2 separate regions of the Mus musculus genome follow, and region 2 is linked to region 1. Evidence: chromatin contacts called from public promoter capture Hi-C data. All regions are on one chromosome and are shown on one strand. Each heading gives the region's core, a stretch centred on a gene start, on an enhancer-like site or on the middle of the called end of the contact. The rest is flanking DNA. Distances are from core to core; before and after follow the strand shown.

What was found. Promoter capture Hi-C pulls out the DNA fragments that hold promoters and counts their contacts.
Region 2: a contact with region 1 is called in a promoter capture Hi-C map of pre-B cells, with 2.6 times the contacts expected there. The contact joins the promoter of Dcaf4 here to the promoter of Slc39a9 in region 1.

What each region holds. Positions count from the first base shown.
Region 1 is chr12:80,641,843-80,645,876 of GRCm38.p6, forward strand. It overlaps Slc39a9 (solute carrier family 39 (zinc transporter), member 9), which reads left to right and starts at 2,373. Exons shown (of 7, transcript NM_026244.2): 1 at 2,373-3,134. The coding sequence starts at 3,039. It overlaps Erh (ERH mRNA splicing and mitosis factor), which reads right to left and starts at 2,269. Exons shown (of 4, transcript NM_007951.4): 1 at 1,922-2,269. The coding sequence starts at 1,924.
Region 2 is chr12:83,518,004-83,521,910 of GRCm38.p6, forward strand. Dcaf4 (DDB1 and CUL4 associated factor 4) reads left to right here and starts at 2,463. Exons shown (of 14, transcript NM_030246.2): 1 at 2,463-2,614.

The DNA.
Region 1 (4,034 bases), core at 1,123-3,622:
GCAGACATCCTGACCAGCATAGTCTTATATAGTGTCTCTCGTGCATTTAAGAATGATTAATTAGCCGGGTAGTAGTGGTGCATGCCTTTAATCCCAGCACTTGGGAGGCAGAGGCAGGCGGATTTCTGAGTTTGAGGTTGGCCTGATCTACAGAGTGAGTTCCAGGACAGCCAGGACTATACAGAGAAACCCTGTCTCGAAAAACAAAACAAGATTAATTAATTAAACAAATGCTAGCATGATGCAACTCCACTGCAAGCCCAATTCTCAGCCAAATTATTCCCCTTATTTTCTTCACTTGCAACACTAGTTTCTGATTAAAAAACAAATTCTCATGTCAGGATGCCCAAACTATTTTGAGATAATCCAAAAATTTAATTATCAACAAACTGAACTGAGTTTCTAAGATTTAGGCTTTCTGGATAAAAACAGAAATAAAAGCACTTTAAATTTCTTACAGCAAGAGCATTATTATTTCTCCATCCCCAGCAAGATCTGTGTCTTTAATTAAGTTTGAGAAGACTTGAGAGAAAACTCTAAGTTGGTAACAAAAGAAACCTGTAGTCATGTGAACAGTGTTTTGTTTGTTATTAATAGCCAGAGAAAGCAGGATGTGTTGTGTAGGGGCTCATAAAAGGCCAGCTACTCAAATGGTACTTTTGTTGTTGAGAAAATTAGTCTCATGAAAGCCTATTTGCATTTTTGTAATGGCTCATCCTAGACAAGCTATTCATTCTTTGCCACATTTTTAAAAATTTTAGGCAAATTAAGGAATAACTTGAAATAATATTTGAAAACTATAAACACACCTGCTCCAAATATTTCCCTTTTGTTTACTTAAAAATAAGAGGGCATAAGTACTGGAGACATGGCTCAGTGGTTAAGCCCACGAGCTGCTCTTCCAAGGGACTGGTTTTCAATTCCCTGCACTCGCACGGTCGCTTACCATCACAGGTAATTCCAATCCTGGGGATCGGACGCCCTCTTCTGTCTGTCGCAGGCACTGCATGCAAGTGGCACACAAGACATGCAGGCAAATCACCACACACCGAAAAGGAAGATCCCCAAAAGCAAAACAACAACCAGAGTGTTGATGGCTCAGTGGTTAAGAGCACGTGCTACTCTTACAGAAGGCATGAGTTTGGTTCCTAGCACCCACATCCTCCGCTCACAACCGCCTGTTCTAACTCCAGACCCAGGGGATCTCATTCCCTCTTCTGGCCTCTGAGGGCTCCTGTACTCACGTGCAAGCACAGACACACAACTTAACAAATAAAACAAAAACCTTCCCTGCCGGATTTTGGGACCAGGACCCTGGAGTCTCTTTTCAGGCTCCACTCCCAGGAGAATATAAGAAAGAACAAGATCGAAGGCTGACAAAATTGGCAAAACAGGGCAACTAAGGATACTGAAAAAGGAAAAATACTTTCTTTTTTGAAGTTCGGGGGTTAGGGGGCAGGCTGAGGCAGCACACTGTAAAGCCAATCCGACCCCCTAAGGCCGACCTACGGAGAACCGTAAGGTGACGGGTGTGTCAGTTTCAGGAAACGTCTAACACGTTCCCCGGCCATTGTTCCTACAGTCGGCTAGTGCATCTGATGAGAAATGAACGGCACCCCACACCTCCCTCTTCCAGGCAGCGATCGGCAGGGAGGGCATCGTCTGCCCACCGCATACCTCGCCCCCCACCATCAGGCGGGAGGCGCGCAGCCGCAGGGAGGAGGATCAGGTCCGGGGCCTACGGGCAGGCCCCGCGGCTCAGCGCCGGGAAGGGGAAGGGTCCACCCGCGAGCCGGGGGGAAGGGGGCGGGGAGCAGCTCCCTCGCTCGCGCTAGAAGGGCAGGGGCGGGAAGGATGGGAAGATGTACCGAGCAGGGGTGGCCCTCTAAGTTGGGGACCCCGGCAACCGCTAAGGACTCACCATCGCGCCAAACGCTCTTGCTGCAGCCGCCGCTAACACCTCTGCTGCCGCACACGAGCTCAGCCGCAACGCCGCCAACAGCCAATCCCGCGAGAGCCGCCGCCGGAAGTCGTCGAAAGCGCGACGCAAAAGGAATCTTTCAGACCATAGAGAGACACACGTTTCTGGTTTCTAGAGTGGATACTGACGCTGTTTCAGCCATCTTGGTTAAGGGCGCCGGGATGGGTAAGAGACTCTTTCTCCGCTTTAGGAAGAAGAGTTCGTTTCGGGATTCTGCCTTCTGTACTCTAATTAACTGACAGGCGGCTAAAGTGATGGGGAATACAACAGCGACACCAGTCGTCTTTTTTTTAAGCCTTTCTAAAAAAATGGCGGCAATATAAGGACCTGGCCGATAGGTCGGTTGTAACCCGGAAGTGCCCTGCTAAAGAGGAGGCTGTGAGACAATCCGGAAGTGGGAGTAATGAAGAGGTGCCACTTGGCGGCCATGGCAGCTGTAGTATTGGCGACTCAGGGTCAGGGCCTGGCTGAGGGAAGTACCATGGGTAGCACCGGGTGTAGGGCAGAGACAGCATCGTGTCGACTTTGCTGTTGAATCCTCCGACCCAAGTGAGAGACTTGCAGGACATCTTGCCCGACTCTAGACTCGGAAGGTAGTTTGCTGGGACTGGTGGGCTGGTCCCTTCCCTGGGGGCGTATCACCTGCGGTGCCACCCCTAGGAACAGGTACAGCGTGCGAAGAAGACACTTGGCTTTACCCCTCTTTCCTACTGCTACCAGGGGCCTTGTCTAGGAGCGGGTCGTCGTGACACTCTCATTCCGACGATTGAGGTCTCTTTCAGCACAATTTCTCCATCTGTGACCGACCGGAATCTCAGTGGCTGGCAACCGAGTACCTAAGATTGCGCGAAGTTTTCTCTGGTGCTAGAGTCAGCAGAAGGAGCTTGCTTCTTAAGAGAGTGGCGTGCTTCGAGAACACCCCGGCTGGTGGCAAGGCTGAAAGAAGTGGGCAAATTCCCGTTTGCTTGGAAGACCACGCGTTTAAACAGCCTAAGCGCCTTTCGAAACTGCTGGAATCTTAAAGCCTGGTGGTAGAGGGTGACTACGGGAGGGCAGAATGGATGACTTTCTCTCCATTAGTCTGCTGTCTGTGGCAATGTTGGTGGGATGTTACGTGGCCGGAATCATTCCTTTGGCTGTTAATTTCTCAGAGGTAAGACGTTCTCCATTGTCTGCCAAGCGTTAGGATGATGCTAGACCTAGCTATATTTGCAAAGAAGCTGTTTCTCAGCTCTAAGGTCTCATTAAGGAAAAGATGTAACATTTCACAGTAGAAACAAAGCTTGTGTTCAACCGTATACATCTTAACCAAGAATGGTAGATAGATGATACACTGGAGAACCTGGAGTGTTCAGAATCCTCTGAAAATTATATACCCCCACGACCACCAAAAGTTGGGGCTCTGCATTTTTCAAGAGACAGGAACCACAGTTACATTTCTGATGATTCCTGGAGGTTTCAAGAAATCAAGATATCAGATAAAACCAAATGGAGACTTACTATTTCACTGAGGTGAAATCAGTATAACAATTTCTGAGAAAAATCATGAATGTTTTTGGAGAAAAGCTTAGGATGTCAGCACTACAATCAGTGTGAGAGAAAAAAGCTACAGTAGGTTGTTATTATCATTTCCTTTCAAAGAAGCCAAGGGCTGGAATGGATATTCTGAGATTATTTTCAAATCTCTTTGTTTAGAGATAAACTTTTTGCACGCCTTTAATCCCAGCTCTGGGGAGGCAGAGGCGATAGATCTCTTGAGTTTGAGGCCAAACCTAGTCTGCAATGCAGGATGCACTTTGGGTTATTTGTTAGGTTGTCATCCACTAAGCAGAGGTTATGGGGGGGGGAGAGAAAAGATATTCTCGTCTGTTCTTTAGATCATCAGAGTGTCCTAGGTACACAGTGCTCAAAGGTTTAAGGAGAAAAAAACTACTGCATGCAAGAGAATTCCATAGTTTCATCCCCAAGATCAGTAGTAGAGTAAACCCTTGCCTCAGTTGTTCTATTCCTGAAAGGACTAACTTCCCCAGAGGAAAGATGAGGCATGAGGTAG
Region 2 (3,907 bases), core at 1,213-3,712, 2.9 Mb after region 1:
ATGTAAAACTATAGAAACTTCATTAAACTGCTTCCATGTTGGAACATGGAACTGAGGGTAACCTAAATCTGTGTTCCTGGGCCACGGTCTTTCACAATGGCTCCTGAATAAACTATAAATGATTCCTCTAACTCTTGTTCCCTTTAAGATAACAGCTGTGGGGCTGGAGAGATGGCTCAGCAGTTAAGAGCACTGACTGCTCTTCCGAAGGTCCTGAGTTCAAATCCCAGCAGCCACATGGTGGCTCACAATCATCCGTAATGAGATCTGGTGCCCTCTTCTGGAGTGTCTGAAGACAGCTACAGTGTACTCACATGTAATAAATAAATAAATTATTTTAAAAAAGATAACAGCTGTGGTCTTTGCTATAGACTCATCCTCTTCCTCTCTCTCTCTCTCCCTGCCTGACCTGTAAGGTGGTCTGACAAGTTCTTGAGAGTCCCCTCTAGCTGGTGCCTGCTCTTTCTCCCTGCATGAGATTCCTAAGGGGAAATTCTCATTTCTTTGGGATCCATTGTTTCAACAGTTTGATAGGAGAGACACAAGTTTCTCTAAAGAGAAACTTTATTTTCATTTCTGCCTGACCTGTCATACTTTGAGCTGCCATGTGGGTCCTGAGACTTCAGTCATCTGGAAGAGTAGCCAGTGCTCTTAAATACTGAGCCAACTCTCCAAGACCTGGATGCAAGCTTTGGTTTTCGTTTTTGTTTTGGTTTATTTATTTATTTATTTATTTTTGGAGACAGGGTTTCTCTGTACAGCCCTATAGCCCTGGCTGTCCTGGAACTCACTTTGTAGACCAGGCTGGCCTTGAACTCAGAAATCCACCTGCCTCTGCCTTCCAAGTGCTGTTTTGTTTTTCATTTTATTTTGAATTGGTGGTGGTGGTGGTGGTGGTGGTGTGTGTGTGTGGCTTCCTTTCACCTCTGGATATTATACACTATCTAGACACCGAGTTAAATTTGTAACTCTGGCTGCTTAGTCACTGGAAGCCATAAGCCAAGCACCTGATTTGGGGTCATACATAGCCTTTACTCTTCAGGACTTCCTTTTTCAGCATTACTTTCTACCCTCACTTTACCTGAGAGAAAACAGAGTCGGGCCATGCCGCTTGACTTGCTTCTGACCATGGTTCCTTTGTGAAGTGAGTGTATATTACAGGTTTCCAAGGCAAAACTGGTGTCCACCCAGTTCCCATGGTGGGAATTCAGTGAATCCTGTCAATGGGGTCAGTCAGCTGCCTGTTTGCCAATCCTTCACAAGCCTCCCATGGCCGCCTCCTCCTCCCCCCTCCTCCTCAGTCCTCCAGGGTCCTCAAGGCTTCAGTTTACAAATCCTGCCTTCCTCCTCCCAGAATTCAGGTCAGAGATTCTCCTATTGTTATGTCTCCCATCTGCCCACAGCTTTACCCAACAAGGCTCCAGTCTCTGAGGTCCCATGGTTTTCCATGCCTCTGAGGCTGTTCTCCAGCCTCAACCACTTTGCTAAAGATTCCAAGGTCCTCACAGCCAGTCCAACCAGTAGCTGAAACAGGCTTCCAGCCACATCTTCTTTGAAGTCTGCTTTGTCCTTTTCTGGCAGTTCAAGCTCCGGGAAGCAGTAGTGCTCACTTCTCTCGTTTCCCTCAGAACCTAGCACTCTGCATATCCCTGCACACGTCTGTAAACTTGCTACAGGCTGAAGTGTTTTCATAGGCCCACATCTATGATCACTAATAGCTAGCTTCTAGCGGTCCAGCATCAGGAGCCTGGGCGAGCACCGCACACAATGAATCTCAGGAAGGGATTCTGTTCTCCAAATGCAATTAAGATCAAGGCTGTTGGTGGTCCCCACTTAGCCTGACCTATTTGAACCCATTCTGCTCTCACTACTATCACTTCTGACCTGTTACAAACTCCGTCTTCTTTGCAGTGGTACTCTGGGGTGGTTTTCTGACCAAGGCACACGTGTACCATTCTAGAAATATTACCTGTACAAACTTTGGGCTGGAGATCATTGACAATATTTGTTCAACTTTCTTGTTACAGTGGAAGAAATTAAGGCCCAGAGAAGTGATAAGCACACCTTAGGTCACATAGCAAGGAGGAAACAACCTGACCTAGATTCAAGGAGCCTCCCGGCACCGGCAACTGCGTCCCAAAGTCTTTTTCGCTTTCCTCCTCAGAGTCTCCTTTGCTCTTTCCACAAAACAATCATCTTCCCTCTCTCACATATCAGTGTTAACTCGGGCCTGTGTACCAGCTCCAAGCCGAGAGAAATTTCTCGGGATATGATCCGCAGTAAGAAGGAAGACTCACTGTCAAGAGAGTACCAGGGACTCTGAGGAGGCGGTAGCAATCTCTAGCCCCGCCCCAAAGCGCATCAGACCCCGCCCCTAAGCGTGCCAAGCCCGGGCACGCTCGACCAGGACAAGGCGGAAATCCTAAGTCCCGCCCTCCGTAAAGACCGCCCCTACTGACATGGACAGGCAGAAGCCTAATTCAATGAGAAGAAAGAACCGGCCGCTTTAGTCCTATGGGGTGCGACAACACAACATGAGGGTCTTTCCGGATCTTTGCACGCCCCTGGGTGCTCCAGCCCAGAAGTGTCGTAGCTGAGAGGACCATCTGTGCAGGTAAGGCTGTTCCCATGCGTGGCGTGCATCTGGGCGCCGACGGAGGGTGCCGCTGTACCCACGCAGAGGACAGAGAAGGCAAGGCTGAAGGCAGGAGGAGTGAGCGTGCCATACAAGGCCGGAGTGGGCGTGGGCCAGGACCTGGCGAGTCCTGCGGCGTCCCCAGGATCCCCTTGCAGAGTCCAGCCTGCAGTAGACCTCTGCCTCTGTTGAAATTTGGGCTGTGAAGAAACACGAGGCCAGGAGGCCAATAGTACTTTATGGTATAAATTTTGGAAGTTTATGTTTTTGGTTTTTTTGTTTTTTGGTTTTTCGAGGCAGGGTTTCTCTGTGTAGCCGTGGCTGTCCTGGAACTCACTCTGTAGACCAGGCTGCTGGCCTTGAACTCAGAAATCCGCCTTCTGCCTCCCAAGTGCTGGGATTTTGCTTTTTTTTTTTTTAAAGGCTTCTTTTATGTATGTGGATATTTGGCGTGCATACATGAGTGTACTTCGAACAAGCCTGGTGTTCAGGGAGGCCAGAAGAGATCAGTGAGATCTCCTCCAGCTGGATGATCGTGAGCCGCCCTGCGGGGTGCTAGGATTTGAACCTGGGTCCTCAGCTTTCTTAACCACTAAGACATCTACACACACACACCTTTTAAAAGAGCTTTTATTTTTAATTGTGTATGTGGGTGTGTGTGCTTACATGTGTCTGTGGAAGATCCAAGAGACCCAAATGTGTCAAACTCCTGAAACTGTAATTTGAGACGTTGTGAGCTCCTGAACTCTGAAGAACAGCAAGTGCTCTTAACTGCTGAGCTATCTCTCCAACCCTAGCGGTATCTTTATAAGACACAGAAAGAGAGGTTACGTGGTGGCTTGCCTGAGGTTGTGTGCAGGCTGGTATTTGGAAAAGTTAGGAAGCCCAGATGTGGACCAGCCTCCATTCCCTGCCACAGTAAGATGGGTGTTAGTGAGAAACGAAGCCTTTCCACACCAGTTCTAGTGACTTTGGGGAGCGCCACAACTCCCTCCACCTTGGATGACCAGACACAGCCTTGTGTGTGGAGCAAGGCAGTAAGAAGAAAAACATAAAACAAAACAACTAACAACTCCAAGTCAGCTACTCGGAGAAGACAAAAATCCCACGACCTGGAAATCCAGTTGTCGATAACAGTGGAAAGTAATCGAGGTGGTGTCTTTTGGCTGATGGAGCCTACAAGTGCAGGATGCTCCTGTATCTCTAATGCGACTTTGTTAGTCAGGTATTGTTAGTTCTATAAGCCTCGGTTTCCATGCTGTGTAGTAGGGT